2 separate regions of the Danio rerio genome follow, and region 1 is linked to region 2. A link is a contact called in public Micro-C data. All regions are on one chromosome and are shown on one strand. Each heading gives the region's core, a stretch centred on a gene start, on an enhancer-like site or on the middle of the called end of the contact. The rest is flanking DNA. Distances are from core to core; before and after follow the strand shown.

The links. A called contact is a pair of places that touch in the nucleus more often than the background predicts.
Region 1: a contact with region 2 is called in a Micro-C map of caudal fin, with 12 times the contacts expected there. The contact joins the promoter of ptprub here to the enhancer-like site in region 2. A contact is called at or near these places in 2 of 18 Hi-C or Micro-C datasets (caudal fin and an unstated tissue).

The regions. Positions count from the first base shown.
Region 1 is chr16:38,583,216-38,588,112 of GRCz12tu, forward strand. ptprub (protein tyrosine phosphatase receptor type Ub) reads right to left here and starts at 3,329. Exons shown (of 29, transcript NM_001002299.2): 1 at 3,154-3,329. The coding sequence starts at 3,223. si:dkey-34d22.1 reads left to right here and starts at 2,217. Exons shown (of 15, transcript XM_073926276.1): 1 at 2,217-2,484.
Region 2 is chr16:38,482,837-38,487,636 of GRCz12tu, forward strand. All of the region lies in intron 1 of ptprub (protein tyrosine phosphatase receptor type Ub), which reads right to left. Among named protein-coding and RNA genes, the nearest start is that of si:dkey-34d22.1, 100 kb to the right of the region's middle. Within about 2 kb of position 1,870, at least 5 of the 62 cell types and tissues checked have an H3K27ac peak or open chromatin away from gene starts, as enhancers often do.

The sequences.
Region 1 (4,897 bases), core at 2,079-4,578, 100 kb after region 2:
TGCACAGACCGCAGCAGTAGTCACAGAACCCTACAGCTACTTGACAGCTTGCTAAATGGAAGCCATTTAGTTAACTGAAAATCAATAGCTTCCTCAAACGGATCATGATTGTTTGTCAAGTTTCTTTGGCCGAATCATGCGACATGTGTCCTACAGCCTGGCTCAGAGGGAGTGGTCCATTATGAGCAATCATAACGCCGCACTGTGCAGTTTTGCTGTACCTGCTCTGTCTTAATACTATACTCACTGACAGTGTGGAGGAGGAAGCAGTTCATAATCTCTGTGCGTGTGTGGATCAGGTTATGCCTATGAGGATAGTAAAATCCTGAAATCAAAAACCGTGGCAAGCAGCCAATGTTCTTCATGAAGAAACTAGCCTAAAAGACATGGGCACACATGGAAAATAATGTAAATTTCAAACATGCAAAAAGGTTCGTTGGTCTCCAAGTATGGTCAGATTGGCCTGTTGGCAGGTTTTCATGAAATTCTGGTTAAACCACCTGATCGTGTTGCTTGACCAGACCAGGAGACCAGCTTAAACCAGGCCACCATTAGATATTAAAAATTACTCAATTTAATGGGTGTAAAATATGTCATTTTTTTACGATTTAAAATGTCTGTTGACCACAATTTTCACACTATCATTTATCATTTAGATAAAAAGTTAAATAGCCATCCTCATCTCATTTGCTAGTCTGGTTGTGTGCGTGCACACACTGCTAAAACCAGGCAAAACCAGCTTGACCAGATAAGAAGACCAGCTCAAAATAATTAAAACCAGTTAATCATCAGGGTATGTTTAGGTAAGAGCACATTCACGTAGACAATAATGCACTAAAAATTGAACCATTTTCCAGCATTGTAAAAAATTATGTCTGTTCTCCATGATTTATAAAAACAATTAAAACCTCTGTAATACAACATGCATGTCAGGTCAATATTGGCGATGAGCAGCTAAAACACAGGAGTGAGGGGGGGGGGTTAATACATGCATATAGATTATACATATTTTGCATATGGCATCACAGTTGTCACAAAATAGTTTTCTTGTATTTTAGTTCTTTTTAATTGTCTTTTGTTGTCAAACGTTGCATTATAAGGTCCCCTAACTAGCATTTTCATTTAAATGATAAACATAATGTTTATCAAGATTTATTTTTTAAGATGAAAATGATATCACAAAAACCAGTAATGTGATTTTTTTTTCTGCATTATTACAATTTGGAAAAATGGCTAATTTCATTATGTACAATTTCTATTTGGACTTTTTATTAATTCAGATGTGAATTGTCCCCATCTTCAAATTGCAATGCAAAGAAACAAACAAACCAGCCCAAGATGGAGTGTGGATCTCCCAGATATGGCAGATGTTGTGCACATACAGGGAAAACAAACGAAAGCCAGCTTTGAGGAGAGCACATATAAGCAGCTAAAACCAGCAAGCCACTAGCAGGTGATTTATTTATTTTTTGTATTCGTTCTAGCATTTGTGCATTTTCTTATTTAAATGTAAATTTACTGAATAAATAAATAAATAAATAAATAAATAAATAAATAAATAAATAAATAAATAAATAAATAAATAAATAAATAAACAAACTAGCCTAAGATGGAGTATGGATCTCCCAGATAAGGCAGATTTATGCTTGTATAGGGAAAACAAACGAAAGCCAGCTAGATGAAGAAAGCACAAACCAGCAAGCCACTAGCAGGTGATTTATTTATTTGTATTCATTACAGGTTTCAATCTTTTCTCATTTAAAATATAAATTTAATGACAATTTCAAAAGTAAATAAATCAATAAATAAATAATAAACAAACCAGTCTAAGTTGTAGATCTCCCAGATAAGGCAGATTTTGTGCACATACCTGTACATGAAAAACAAATGCAGCTAGATGAGGCCAGCTAGATGAGGAGAACACATGTAACCAGCTAAAACCAGTATGCCACTAGCAGCTGATTTATTTATTTACATGTTCTTTCTTCAAATGCAAATTTCCTGGCAATCAATCAATCAATCAATCAATCAATCAATCAATAAACAAATTATTAAACAACCAATCAGCCTAAACTGGTGTTATTTGTTCTCCCAGCATTCTCAGTATTTTGTTTCTACACTCAGTTAAACCAGGAAAACACCAGTATGACCAGATCATCGTTGACTGGGTAAAACCAGTAAACCATCTCAACCTCGTTTAAGGCTATTACCTCATCATTCCCTCACACAGTAAAAACCACAGAAGAGTGGCGCCAAACTCAATGTGGAAATATGTTATTGTTATGTTATTAGGTATGTTCTTCAACTGATAAACACATTTGGATAAAACATAAGAGCCTTTTGAACTGTATTCAGACTAGTATGACCAATTCATAAACAAGCTGTGATAATTCAGAAGCACAACCGGATATTTTATCAGCGGTTTACAGAATGAGGGATTCAGTTACATCACAGCGGGTCAAGCTATACTACACACTTCACACTGTAAGTTATCCTTTTAAACGCATAAAAAGTTGTATCTTGTTGTGAAAAGTGTATGAGGAATATATTGTGGTTTTGAATACATACGTTAGTCGAACGATAAGTAAAAATATGAGTCATTTTAAAATCAGTTGTTCGTTGTGACGTGTGAATTCGCTTCTAAACACAACTCGCTGTAAATCTTTTTGATAAGGATTACATTATTTAAAAGACAAATTTATGGCATAATATTAAAGCACGTCTGGTGCAGCCACAAATGTTTCGCTATTCGACCTCTGATTTAAAGCTTTGCAGATAAGGCTGCTCTTGTTTATAACAAACAACTTCCATGCTTGTGTTTTCAATGCAAAATACACCACAACAACACACACACAGACCGATACCACGAATCGAACCTTAACGACAGACGGAATGTTTAAACAGGGCGTCTCATAACTGTACAAAATAACAGTCCACAGCAAAGCACACTTCATTTCAAGCCTCTAGTGACATCTTCACTGTTTTTATGACAACCGAGCGCACATCTTTCATTTATTAGAAAAGTTCAGCTCCTCCAAGTATAACTCAGCCTCCTTCTGCTGTCAAGACAACATATGCTTCTCACATATTCAAAACACACACACAAGTTTGTAAGTGCGCAGTTTGTGTAACTCCAAATAAACGGGACTTTACCTGTTGGTCCCTCTACGCTGTCGGCGTGAATCTGAACAGCCAGGATCAAGAGAAAGGCGCAGGTATTCATTTTCCGTTGTTAGTCCAGTTGGGAAAACAAGTCGAAATCATTTCAGTGGCTCCAGTAGTTTGAACGGGGAAGTTGTGGACTCGCTCCCGTTCATCGATTCCCGAAATCCAGCCGAAGCTCAGTTGAGAGTCGCGTGAAGTGATACGGGGGCAGTGCGATCCGTTCAAACTGACGTCAGGATAAACAGTTCGAAGCGATGTTTCTTTCTCTCCAAGCGCACTTTCTGGCGCTCGGTGCGAGTCTAGTGTGCTTGAAAGTGTGCGAACGACGCCCCCATGCGGGGCTTTGGAGAAGTGGAGCTCCGGTCAACCTGGTGTTCTCGAGCTATACATTATGATTCACCATCGTAATCTCTTTAACCTGACTACTGAAGACAAGCAGCTTCTATAACAGAGGGAAATTAATGATGCCATTTATATTAATAATGCCATTTAAAAGTAGGGTGTGCATTTACTGAAACAAACCAGACTTCTGAACCTTTTGAACCCATACCACATGTTTAAGCTCCATCTGATTTTCTGTTATCATGTACTTATGACAGCTGTATAATTTATGTTTGATAATCATATTATTATTATTATTATTATTATTATTATTATTATTATTATTATTATTATATAAATAACTGGACCACACTTGAGATTTTTTTCTTTAATTTCAATTAAGAAAGTGAAAAAAGTTACCAACATTTGGATGGAGTAAGGATAAGTAAATCAACAGCTAATTACTTGTTTGGGGCTGAACTGTTTATTTAATTAAATTCAGTACCCACGTCTTCATTTTTGGGGACAGCGAAATACATAGCGTGCCATCTGCTCACAGTTTTTGAAAATCCACCAGAGGGCGCAATATACACTTCAGCCAAATAGGCCAGCTTGCTTTCGACTGACTGAGCGACTGATCGACTGACTCACCCACCCTGTCCCGAAACCCAACCAATAGTGTTTTCTAAAGCAATCTAGAAAAAGAAAAGCAGTCACAGCTGCGTGACTACACCACATTTTCAGCCACATTTTTGTTTATTCATTCATTTTCTTTTCGGCTTAGTCCCTTTATTAATCCGGGATGGCCACAGCGGAATGAACAGTCAACTTATTCAGCACTTTCATGCAGCGGATGCCCTTCCAGCTGCAACCCATCGCTGGGAAACATCCATACACTCTCATTTACACATACAATTTAGCCAACCCAATTCACCTGTACGTGAGTGTCTTTGTCTTTGGACTTATGGGGGAAACCGAAGCACCCAGAGAAAACCCACACGAACACAGAGAGAACATGCAAACTCCACACAGAAACACCAACTGACACAGCCGAGGCTCGAACCAGCAACCTTCTCGCTGTCATGCAAATGTGCTACCCACTGCACCACCTCATCGCCCCCGTTGTTTATTTTATTATTATTTTGTGTTTGCTTTTGTCGCAGTCATCTCAGCCCCGTGTCCAAAGTCCATTAGTGTATGAGGTGAGATACTGGGGAAACTGGTAAAGTCATTCATATGGATGTAAGCGGTCAGCTGGTTGCGCTAAAAGGAACAGAAATTGTTGGCGGTGTCATACCACCCCGAACGGTTTGTTTTAAAAACATAAATGCAGCCATACGTACCTCTGGCTACATAATTCACACTCTCCAGGAACATATAAAGGGGTATGTATCCACAATGAGCCTGTTTT
Region 2 (4,800 bases), core at 620-3,119:
GTAATGTTAGCACTCGTCAGAGCAATCAGACCTGCAAATCATCCGGTCCACACGGTTTGGCCTATTAATAGCTTTTGCATATAGACGTCTTCGACAGTAGCTTTTCACAGTGCTGCGTTATATTTGTTGTTCTGTTAGTGTAAGTAAATGTATTTTTGCATTGTTTGCATACAGTTTGTGTTTTGTCTGGCACATCTCACGGCTGTCATTTTACTTCACCAACCCACCTCTTGTGCATTGATGTGTAGGTAAAGCGAGCTTGCGCCTGTGAACACAGCGCCCTCTTTGTTCAAAACATGTTTTGCGGTTCATTTAACATTTGTACAGATTTGAATCATCACATATTTAAATCAATTTTCAACTGGCTCATGGTGAATCATAACATCCCTAATGGTTACTTTTCGTTCAAACTCATAATGACATCAAAATGATTGTCATTATAATTTTAGTGATATGCTTGAGGTAGGTCAATTTATTTTTAGGGTTTTGATGAAGTAGCATTCAAAAAGCTCTTTAGACCATGTACTGAATTGTTTCTCAATTTTTTGCTGGTAATGTTTTAAATTAATAATTATGTAGACCTATTCAAATATTAATTTATTATCTATGTGCAATAATTGAGACATAAAATGTGTAAAATATAATCAACAATAAAAATGTAAATGATAACTTGAATTAAAAAGCCTTTTTATTGACTGTCTTAGTCCTCTCACTTTAAAATAACAAACACTGTACATCTCTCTAGATTTAGACTAAAACACTTCTTTATTTATTTATTTATTCATTCATTCATTCATTCATTCATTCATTTATTTATTTATTTATTTATTTATTTATTTATTTATTTATTTATTTATTTATTTATTTATTCATGTATTTATTTATTTAGGCCTAATTATTTGTAAGTATGTTTTTACTTTAATTTTAGTTGTCTTTTATTTCTTTAATTTTACTTTCCAAAATAAATCTTCATTTCACTTTAGCAAGTTTACAATGATATTAAAGCATGTTAACAAATTTTTTATCATTAATGAAGAAATTATGATGCTTTGTTTCACTGTTTCATCTTCATTTACAAGAAGCAGAGTGTTTACAGCTACTATGTATTTCTATCCCTACAAATTTGTCCTTTTGTGCCCCCTGGCGGCACAGTCACACACTGCGGTTATACCTAAAAACACATTCTTACTCCTTTAGTGCGGCAGCGGTACAAGTCGCGGCACTAATGATCGCTTTAACGTGTCACCCATTGTATGTCGCCACTCGCCACCAAATATGATGTTTGGTGTGTGCTGTCTTTAAAATTAGTATTATCATTATTATTTGTGTATGCATTTTATATGTTATATAGTGACTTATACCCAGAATAAACTGTAAGTCCTGGGTAAATTATAAACAAATTTCAAACAAGAAAACCCAAGATTACAATGAGCACAAATTAATTTCTTTACAATTACTTGTTTTTTCTAAAATAAACAACTGCAATATCAAAGCAGATCTAATTTGCGGTTTTCACAGAGGACAAAAAGTAAACATGAAAAAAAGACATGATATAAAGACTCAGTCAACCTCTAGCAGTCTGAGAATTGAAGGAAACTCCTGAGACTTAAGAGAAAACAGTCATGTAGGAAAGACAGTCTGCCAGCAGGGGGCGATGTTTTAGGTGTCGGACACCTGCAGAGCAGTGCAGAGTGTGAGCCCACCATGACTCACTGTTAAGACGCTAATTAAAAGCACCACTAAGGTGAGGGTCGAGACACAGGACTCAACTCGCTCCAGGACACGCTTCTAAACTTCAAAGCTGTCATGTTAGAAAGTCAACTCTCCTCTGTTGCTGACAATCAGGACCAAAAAGCAATTCCCCAAATCCCGCCCATGCACTTTTCATTTTCAGCTCCCCACTATTGCTCTTCATCCTCTCTCACAGCTCACGGCTGTTTTTGAAAATACCACTGGATCACAGCGAGTTTGCACCATGCAGACCAAGCTGCGGGACTGCTCGTGTGGCGAATCCAGCATCGTGTCAGAAATGACGAGTTGAAATAACACGGGAGACACCCAGAACATCAGCAGCCTGGCATTTCTAGAGTTGTATTTCTAGGGTTTATTGGGTAATTAAAGTTCGAGCGGTGGCCATATGCTCCGTGTGACTGGCAGTGGCTCTGCTACAGAACCTTGACAGGGAACAGGTGAAGGAGAACAGACTCGCTTGCCGAATGCATTCCTTGCCATCTGCTACTACTTGTAAATAAAATTACTCATACATGACTTTAGCTTGGGCAAATTTCTCATTGCAGAACAACACACATTAGAGAGAAGCTACATGATACATGTTAAATCTAGATAAGATGATGCTGCCTTGGAGTCATGAAACAATTATAATTACACACAAAGACAATATTTAAAACAAAAAAAGACATCATTATCAGTAAAACTAAGTTGGGGGAAATTCTGTTATAAGGACAGTTCACTCAAAACAAGAGAAAATGACCTCATCTCATTCTCATTCTTTCTTCTGTTGACCACAAGAGAAGATATTTTGAAGAATGCTGCTTGCTGGCACCTATCAACTTTCATAGTAGGAAGAAAAATACCCAGCAAGCATTTATTATTATTATTTTTTTGTTCTTAAAAGATGTCTAATAGATGTTCAATAGACTTCTAAACATAGTCGTCTTGGCTAAAACAAGGCTAAATTTGGGCTGTCAGTGAAAATCTAACAGATGTCTAAGAATATGCCAAAACTAGACTAGTCATCAAATAAACAGAAATGAATGACTACACATGTAAAGTCTGTCTAATCTGTCTATTTGACGACTAGGCCAGTGTTGGGCTTTTCTTAGACGGCTATTAGATTTTCACTGACAGCCCAAGATTAGCTTTGTTTTAGCCAAGCTGTACTGTACGTTGAAATGTCTAGACGTCTATTAAAGACAAAATTGTTTGCTGGGTACTAAAGAAGTCAATGGGTCGGGGCAACCAGCATTTTCAAAATATCTTTAGTGTTTAACAGAAGAAAAAACTCAAATAGTTTTTGAACATTATGTGAAGGCTGAGTAAATAATAGCAGAGTTAAAAAAAAAAAGTTTTTGTGTTATAAAACAGTGGTTCAAAGTGCATATAAAAATGCAGAAAGGTACACAATTTCAGCAAGTATTTTCTGAAACCAGGTATTTAATAAAATTATAGCTACAACATTTTCAGAGCCCCCTAGTGGCAGACCTCTCCATTTTAATAAATGAGATATTTAAGCCTTTCTTTCAAACTTTCAAACACCTCAAATACATTTTTCTAGAAATTATTTTCATAACCTTAGACATAATTTCAGGCGGTCTCAGTTTCAATTCAGTTAATTTTATTATTATTATTATTATTATTATTATTATTATTTATTTAATGCTTAAAAAGTTAAAATAAAAGTTAGGATAGAAATGATTAAAGTGTCTGCTGTATTTTTACCTCATTTAATAGTAGTTTGTTGTTTATAAATTGCATTTAATAAATAAAAAAGGTATTTTTAATATTGTGTGCATGACTGATATTTTTACACCTTATTAATCATTTAGCAAAACAATGGATTTGATTTTATTTAATTCAAAATTTTAAACCTTTGTTTCTACAATTATTAAAGAAAGAGCATCAATCATAAATGTTTTGTTAAATGAAGCATTTAATTTGTTGGACTCCTTATGAAGAATAGTGGGGAAAGTTTGAGGTAAATAATAAATCACTTCTTCAAATATGTTTTAATGAAATTTATTACTCTGTACTTTTTAAATAATGCTTACAGTTGTTTAAGAAAATGTATGACCAGTACATATTTTTTTCTAAACAAAACATCACACATTTGCAATCACGGCCACCACATACGCATGTCATGTCTACAAGACTGTAAAGAATCCCATTCGACATTTTAGCTTTCAAAAGGGTGCTTTCCTGTTTGTGGCTGCCATGCACCCTCAATGTTCACTTCTGTTATGACCACATAAGCCAGCTTTCCAACCTAGTTTGACTTGTGGAGCTGTGCATCGATGGATTTTCTCTTCAGTGTTTGGACTTCCAGCAGTGAAATTTAAACCACACTGAACTGAACTTCAACTCTGAAAACTAGACTGACACAGTTTCAATTTACTAGAACTTCTATGTTAAGCTGCTTTGACACACTCTACATTGAAAAGTGCTATAGAAAAAATATGACTCTTATCCCAGACATACTCAATAATGTTCAGACCTGGTGACTGGCCTGGCCAATCCTGTAGCATCTTAATGTGAAGTGAATTTTTTTAAAGTTCGCAAATAAATAAACATTTCCCAAAGGGAGTTTAGCTGTTTTTTCTTCAAGTTGCTAAAGCAGTTGACTATAGTATTTGTAGTAACCAGAAGTAAACAAAACAAATATAATGGAGACAGCTGATTAGTCATTTGGGTTTAATGTTTAATGTTTGCTTCGTCAGAGTTTATTATTTTTCATTATTCACATACCATACCTGCCAACACTTCCATTTTTCCCCAGGAGTCTCCCATATTTCAGACGCGTCTCCCACCACTCTCCTGTTTTGTTATTTCCCACAGAAAACTCCCGTAATTTCACCCCTCGATCGGCGGCCCAAAACCATGCATGATATTTCCAAAGTCCAACACTAATTCAATCGAGCATAAAAATGTTTTTGTAATCGATTTATCTAAAATTTGTGTGCTTCACAATCCTTCAGTCAAAACAGTTTTACTAAGAGGATTTAGAGTGCCATATAGGGCTAGTCAACTGTAGTACAACGTAACTGTCACGGTTGCAGGTTTGTG